2 separate regions of the Bos taurus genome follow, and region 1 is linked to region 2. The links are chromatin contacts, called in public Hi-C maps. All regions are on one chromosome and are shown on one strand. Each heading gives the region's core, a stretch centred on a gene start, on an enhancer-like site or on the middle of the called end of the contact. The rest is flanking DNA. Distances are from core to core; before and after follow the strand shown. Region 1 overlaps VPS13D (vacuolar protein sorting 13 homolog D). Region 2 overlaps VPS13D (vacuolar protein sorting 13 homolog D).

What was found. A called contact is a pair of places that touch in the nucleus more often than the background predicts.
Region 1: a Hi-C map of skeletal muscle shows a contact between it and region 2, with 4 times the contacts expected there. The contact joins two enhancer-like sites. A contact is called at or near these places in 2 of 11 Hi-C or Micro-C datasets (liver and skeletal muscle).

The regions. Positions count from the first base shown.
Region 1 is chr16:41,313,044-41,316,453 of ARS-UCD2.0, reverse strand. The region is part of intron 61 of VPS13D (vacuolar protein sorting 13 homolog D); the gene reads left to right. Among named protein-coding and RNA genes, the nearest start is that of TRNAG-CCC, 94 kb to the left of the region's middle. Within about 2 kb of position 1,828, at least 18 of the 102 cell types and tissues checked have an H3K27ac peak or open chromatin away from gene starts, as enhancers often do. A contact at or near this core is called in liver and skeletal muscle, where this site is marked.
Region 2 is chr16:41,250,083-41,253,292 of ARS-UCD2.0, reverse strand. All of the region lies in intron 65 of VPS13D (vacuolar protein sorting 13 homolog D), which reads left to right. Among named protein-coding and RNA genes, the nearest start is that of DHRS3, 140 kb to the right of the region's middle. Within about 2 kb of position 1,647, at least 31 of the 102 cell types and tissues checked have an H3K27ac peak or open chromatin away from gene starts, as enhancers often do. A contact at or near this core is called in liver and skeletal muscle, where this site is marked.

The sequences.
Region 1 (3,410 bases), core at 579-3,078, 63 kb before region 2:
TTTGATAAAGTATATATTCCCCCAGAACACTTGGCACTCGCCCAGCAAACCAATGTCAACTATTTCCTGAGAGTTAAGGACTTCTTGTTTTTTAAATCATCTTACTAAGAAACACAGACACCTAACTGTTCCCAGTAGAAAACTTCCCCCAAGACTGACAAATGCCGTGTGATTTTCTCCAGTTGAAGTGACTCCAGACCCCAAGTTCCAGGGTATTGACGCTCACCAGTTTGCTTTGGATGCAATAAACTAGGAATCATCGAGGTCTAATGTTTCATTTGACACTATACTGAAGGCCAAAGTTATGAGGTGTGGGCAGGGGACACCCTGAATGTGGTACGTTAATGTCTCACACCAGGCGGTGGGAATTGGGACATCAATATTAAATCCTCAGCTTGTGGAAGTCACCATTTCACTGTGTCTTGAGTTCTCCTCATGGAGTCTGGGACCCATAAAATAATGTCATTTATTCAAAGAGTTTTCTAACAGAGTAATATCCCTTGATGAGCAGCTCTTGGGAAGTGCAATCCTCTCTTTGAGATGACTAGATAACGGCTAAAAGAATGGAGTACCGTCCCAGAGCAGGAATCATGAGAGTCTGACTAAAAGGTCTTTGGTATTGAAGGAATAATTATCTTGATTCTCTTGACTCCAGACCAGAAATGAGGCTGTCAGAAGTCTCAGAGGGAAGTCTCTCCAGGTTTACAGTGAGGGTACATTATTGCCAGATAGAGTGTCTGTTCAGAGGACTCAGAGCAGTCTCACAGGTGCTATCTCGATTGGATTCCTTGCTCTGCGATGGAAGAAGGGGGAGATAATAGCTCCATCTCACAAATGCAGAAAGGAGAGCAGGGCATTCCCCACCCCCCATTCTCCATTATTCTTCCGAGTTTGCATGTTAGAGAGCAGCAGAGTGATATGGAAAATGCCAGGTAGTTTATGTGTTCTTTCGCCTTTTTTTTTTTTTTAAGATCAAAAGAGTCCAGGAACCTTTAAAAGGTTTCACAAGGTGGCCTACAGCAGTCCTTTTCCCATTTAAAGCATTGGGGTATTACAAAAGAAGGGCTTTAATTGAGCAATCTAGTTTGGAAGAAAACCCACATTTTAATGGTCAGAGAGCAAGAGGGTGGGGGTAAGGGGGAATTTCAAACAAAGACACTATTTAAAAAGCCTAAAACTGTCTTCTCAAAGGCTTGAAATAATTTGTTGGGAAACTTCAGACCCTTTACTTTTTTCCTCCCCTCCCTAAATAAAAACCAGATTTGTTAAAAGGAAAAAAGATCCAGTATTGTTAATTGTATTTCAGAAAGTGCCAGAGAGGGAAATATCCCTGTAGTTTTTAAACATGGTCCCAAGAGGAAAATGGGTAAATACCCTGCTTCACATAAACAGTCTCTGTGTACCATAAATAAACCTTTAAAGAATGAATTCCAGACAGTTTGGTTTAGTGCAGGATAAACTGAGAAAGGAAAGGACGTGGCCCAGGGACTTGCTTGTCATCTGAGACCTTATGGCATATGGACAGGTATTTCTTCTTTAACTCTAAAGTTCCTGCAAGACTTCAGCAGGTTTTTTTTTTTTTTGGGTCTGGCGAAGGTAGGAATGGACAGTTTCCTATTTTTATGAGGAACTTATGAGCACAGATTGCCTTCTCCAGTGTCCATTTTATAACGGGAAACTGTCTGCTACTTGAGTAAATAAGCATCAACTTTGTACACTACTGTATTTGATTAGTCATTTAGTTACTGCAAGAAAAAGCCCCGATGGGCTCTTGCCCTCCAGTCTCCTGTGCTTTGACTCGCCAGAGTGACCTGAAGGTGGCAGAGTAACTCATACCAGTGTGCCACAGAGCAGCTTTCTCCACTGTGGGAGGCCCCACAGCAGTACCAGATAAAGATTACATTTTACTCAAAGGCCAGAATATTTCCTTGGTTCAGACAAAGTGTGTTAGCCACTCAGAAAGGGGATAGTGTCTCTCATGAAGGTTTTGACAGCTTAGTAGAGGTATTAAAGTCTTCTATGTATCAATATCATCTGTGGTTCTTCAGTGTTTGGCTGCAGTGAGGAAGTTGGGGTATAAAGCGTTTTGCCATCTCCTTTGTTTTGATCTCATTTCCTGTTCTCTGAGAAGAAAGTGAGGCTCAGAGTTGTATTACCAAAACAGAGTGCTGAACTGATGTTGGTACCTGGCTTTCCCAGCGTATTTATTGTTTGGTTCTGAGAAAAATGGTGAAGCCTGCTGGCCTCAGTTTCTTTGTCAGAGAAATGGGGAAAATAGGGCCTGCTCACTTCATCATCACTCACCGTGTGGATGCGCAAGGTGTGCGTGAATGAGGAGCAGAACGTTTTTCAGGAGAAATAAAATAATCCCCTATTCTGGTCTTCATGCTTTCTACCAGATAGTCACAGTTGTGAAAATGAGCATGCTCAAATCTACGACCTACTAATTATCGGCTACGGGAGTTTAGGCCACCTACTTAATGTTTCTTTGGGGGTTGTTTTGTTGTTGTAGAGTGTTAGGCTGAATTAAAACTTGAGGATGCTCTTAATCTCCGAAATGTTTTATCCTGAAATTTTTTAGTAGGCTACTAGTGACTTCCCAAGGCACCAAGTGCGGTGGTACTCTTTCCTGTCCTATCTCTGGAAGGCCCTCTGCCATGTTCGATACTATGGACTGCCCTGTTCTTGACCATGTCCTTTCTGGTTCTCCTCTGACTCTTCTGTTTGTTTCATCTCTTCTCCCAACCCTATGTTTATCGAAAAGGGTCATTTTTTACCTAGTGGACTAAACTCTCTGGTCATATCACTTGTCCATTTTAAAAATAATTTTATTGGTCTTTTATCACTAATAATTTTAGAAGCTCTTTGTAGAAGTTTTATTTTTGATGTAAGTTGCAAATATTCTTTCTCAGGTTTTTCACTTGTCTTTTTCCTTTGCTTTTGGTGTGCATATTGTTTTTTAACCATACAAAAGCTTTTTACTTTATGTTGTTGAATTTGTCAGTCTTTTTTCTTTTTGAATCTGAATTTCAACCCACTCTCTGGTTTTAAAAAATTGCATCTCGTTTTTCTTCAATTATATCATTTCATTTAAGCATACTCCTATTCCAAAAGAATTTAAGATAGACTCTGAAGATACATGCTGAAGGATTAAAAAATAAGAGAAAATGAAGTATAAAGTCCACTACATTGCATATGAGATTTTAATATAAAGCAGTTTTAATTCAATGGGGAATATATAGGTGTTCTAAAATGTTATTAGACTATCCAGATAGTGATATGGAAAAATATGAAGTTAAATTTGTTATCACAGTCTACATAAGAATAAATTCCAAACAGATCAGAGATTTATTGACATTATTAGCATGAATGAAAAAGTGTTTTTATATTAAAAAAGGAGAGCACTTGGC
Region 2 (3,210 bases), core at 398-2,897:
CAGCTTCAGGGTCTTTTTTCAATGAGTTGGCTGTTTGTATCAGGTGGCCAAAGTATTGGAGCTTCAGCTTCAGCATTAGTCCTTGCAGTGAGTATTCAGGGTTGATTTCCTTTAAAATTCCTCCTGTCCATGTTTAAAAATGTACTTAGTAATTGATCAGTTACATTTTTTCTCTGGAAAGCCTTCCCCTAGCTGCCTCCTGCTCCTGTCCTCTGTAGAGTGAAGGCCCTCATTCTCTCCTGAGTTTCTTTCTCCCGGTTGCTTGTTTTGGCCTTTTTCTTTCATGAATAGACAGTTCCCAGATGTTTGATGATTCTTGACAAGGTGTTCTCCTATCTTGAGAGGAGGTGCTAGTCTGCAGACTGGGGGCTCTCTGTGTGGGGCCCGGGGCCTCACCATGAAGCATCAGGTGGGGACCTGCTGGTGCCCATCTTCTGCTGAGGAGGAGCGGGCTGGCTGTGGGTGGGAGAGCCCTGTGGTCTCACCGCTTCTTATCCAGACTTCTACCCAACTTTCCTGTTTTCACCATCTTACAGACAGGCCTCCCTGTTCCTCCCTGATGCCCCAAGCACTCAGAGCTCCTTGGTGCACCTCCGTCTTTATGAAATTCAGCGGTTAATACACTAATTAGCTCACTGCTTTGTGGCTGCTACTCCCTCGGGCTTACATCTCAGCACCACTTGTCCATCTGCTCTTTAGCTTCTAAAATGTTGTTGACACCTTCTCTTTATCCTTTTGGATCCTTGCCACTTGTATCCCTTTGCTTTCACTTTAAAGGGGTCTCTGGACTCAATCTGTCATAGTTAATCAGAAATCCTATAATTTAGGTTTTTTTCACTAGTTCATTCGTCTTTTCTTGATGTCTTTTCTCCTCCACATCCAGCTAGTAGCTCTGAATTAATGTAGTTTTACTGAAATCCATATACATTGTTTCTGCTAAAACAGTCTTTTAAGTTTGGTGATATCAATAAATAAAAATACTGTTAACATTTTTAAACCTTTCCTGTGGATGTTTACTACGTCATATGTATTTTACATGTATTATCTCATTTAATCATCATGACAGCTTTTGAACACCATCTGCTTAGGGCGGTCAGCAGCCCTTCTTTCCCAGAAAGATTTAGAATGCATCTGGAGAGAGATCGTTGCTAGTCCCAACCCCAGCTTTACGTCTGGTACTGGTCTTTAATCTCTCATTCCGTGTGTTGTAAAGAAACAGGTTGTGGAAGGCTCTTGTCAGATCCTGGGAACATGAAAGAAACAGCACACCCCACGGTAGTGACACGGCCCTGTCACCACCCCTCACTGAACCATAAAAGCTATTCAGAGGGGCTGGCAGCTGGTGAGCGACTGTACTTAGATCCTGGGTGCTGATGGGTGTTTTGTAGTTTCCAAGGGAAGTTGCTGAAAGTTTTCTTATCTTGACACTCCAAGGGCAAGAGGTCTCTCTTCAAAGAGAAGCGCCTGTTTCAGAAAGAGACATGGAAAGAACATAAAATCTCAGATCTTCCCCAGTCCTGGAGAAGACGTGGGAAGGAGTGCTGTGGTGGCCAGTGTGAGATGAAACTGAGCATCTGCAGAGATCAAGAAAGGGCTCCCAGAGCCCTGCCTGGTTCCCACGTCTGTACCACAAGGTCAGAGGGCAGCCCTGAACGTGAGTCATCTCACTGCTGCTGCTTAGCTGTGGCCCAGAGCAAGTTTCTCCCCCTCAGTATCTCTGGGGTGAGATTCCTCTGACTCATGGAATAGGACTGATAATGCCTGCCTCGGCGGGTGGTTATGTGCCTTAGATGACATAAGGTTTATAAAGCGCTTAGCTGACTTGGGACGTGTATAATTAGGGCTCCAGAAATGGCATCTGAGTCAGTATATACCTCTCTGAATATGGGATGCTAAGCATAAGTGATGCGGGGGTTATGTCTTCACCTCTTACTTGTTCCCTGTCCCTGAAAACTTGCCGACCACTTGCTATGGTGGTGAGACCAGAAAGTCATACGCTATGCTGGGTTTTTGTCTCTCCCCTTCTCTTTCTTCACACAAAATAGTTAAATTCAGGCCCACAAACCTGTGCTTGTCACACGGTTGGAATTCTGGGTGGATGAACTCACCTGGGCTCTCAGCCCTTGTGTACCAGAAACCCCACTGGAAAAGGTGTGCAGAGGCCACGAACTTGCTCTGAACCCGCCTGTGGAAGAGCAGGTGATCCCAAACTATTGTTAGTGTCTGCTGTAAATGATATGCCTCTGGGTTCGAGCAGAGTTCAGCCAAAAGCCCCACATGACATGGAAATCTGTCCTGGAGCCAGGTTTGTCGGGTAGAAGTTATGTAGCAAATGTCTCCAAACTTTGGCATCTGTCGTCTGCCAAGGGTAAGACAGCCGAGGATGATGGAGGGCTTACAGGAACGCGGACAGGGCATGCGACCCTGTGACAGCTGACACACTGCTTCAGGCCACTGTTGCTCATCCAGCTCTCCTGATAAACAGCTTTAAAAGCATTACGTGGTTTGGAAAGCATTCTTCAAAAACAGTTATATTTTCCAGACGCATGCCAGTCCACTGTTTAGTATTGTTGAAGGGTTTTGAGTTGTACAATCAGATCTCCCTTCAGTGGGGCTCTTGGAACTGTGAAGGACTTATCTGTCTGACTCCTGCCAGGGCAGTCTCACAACAGTGTTATCATGTTGGTCGAGTTCCCCCAGGTCTCTTTAAAAAAAAAAGTGCTCTTGGGTTCAGGACTAGAGTTTAAAAAGAAAGACTCTTTCATCTCTAGCTAGGCGTGATGGGCTCTTTAAAAAAATACTGCTTTCATCGTGCACCCCTTGGTTCATGGTTTCTGCATAATGAAAGTAGGAAATAACTTTAGATATTATAAAGCTTTGAGCCTTTGAGAAACTAGCTTTCTCTAGAGTATAAAGATTCATTTCATAATTCATTTCAAAACTCATCTTCCCAGTGCCCCTATTTCCAGAAATTTAGCTCCTTTAGGAAATTCTGGGTGTCACTGGGCAGGGGAAGTGGTTCATAGGGGAATGGACAGTGCCAGGATTAGGCAGTGCATATTGATCTTGAGCTGACATTGACCATGCTGTTGTTCACTCAGTCGTGTCTGACTCTTTGTGACCCTATGGACTGAAGACCACCAGGCTCCTCTGTCCGTGGGATTCTCCAGGCAAGAATACTGGAGTGGGTTGCTATTCCCTTCTCCAGGG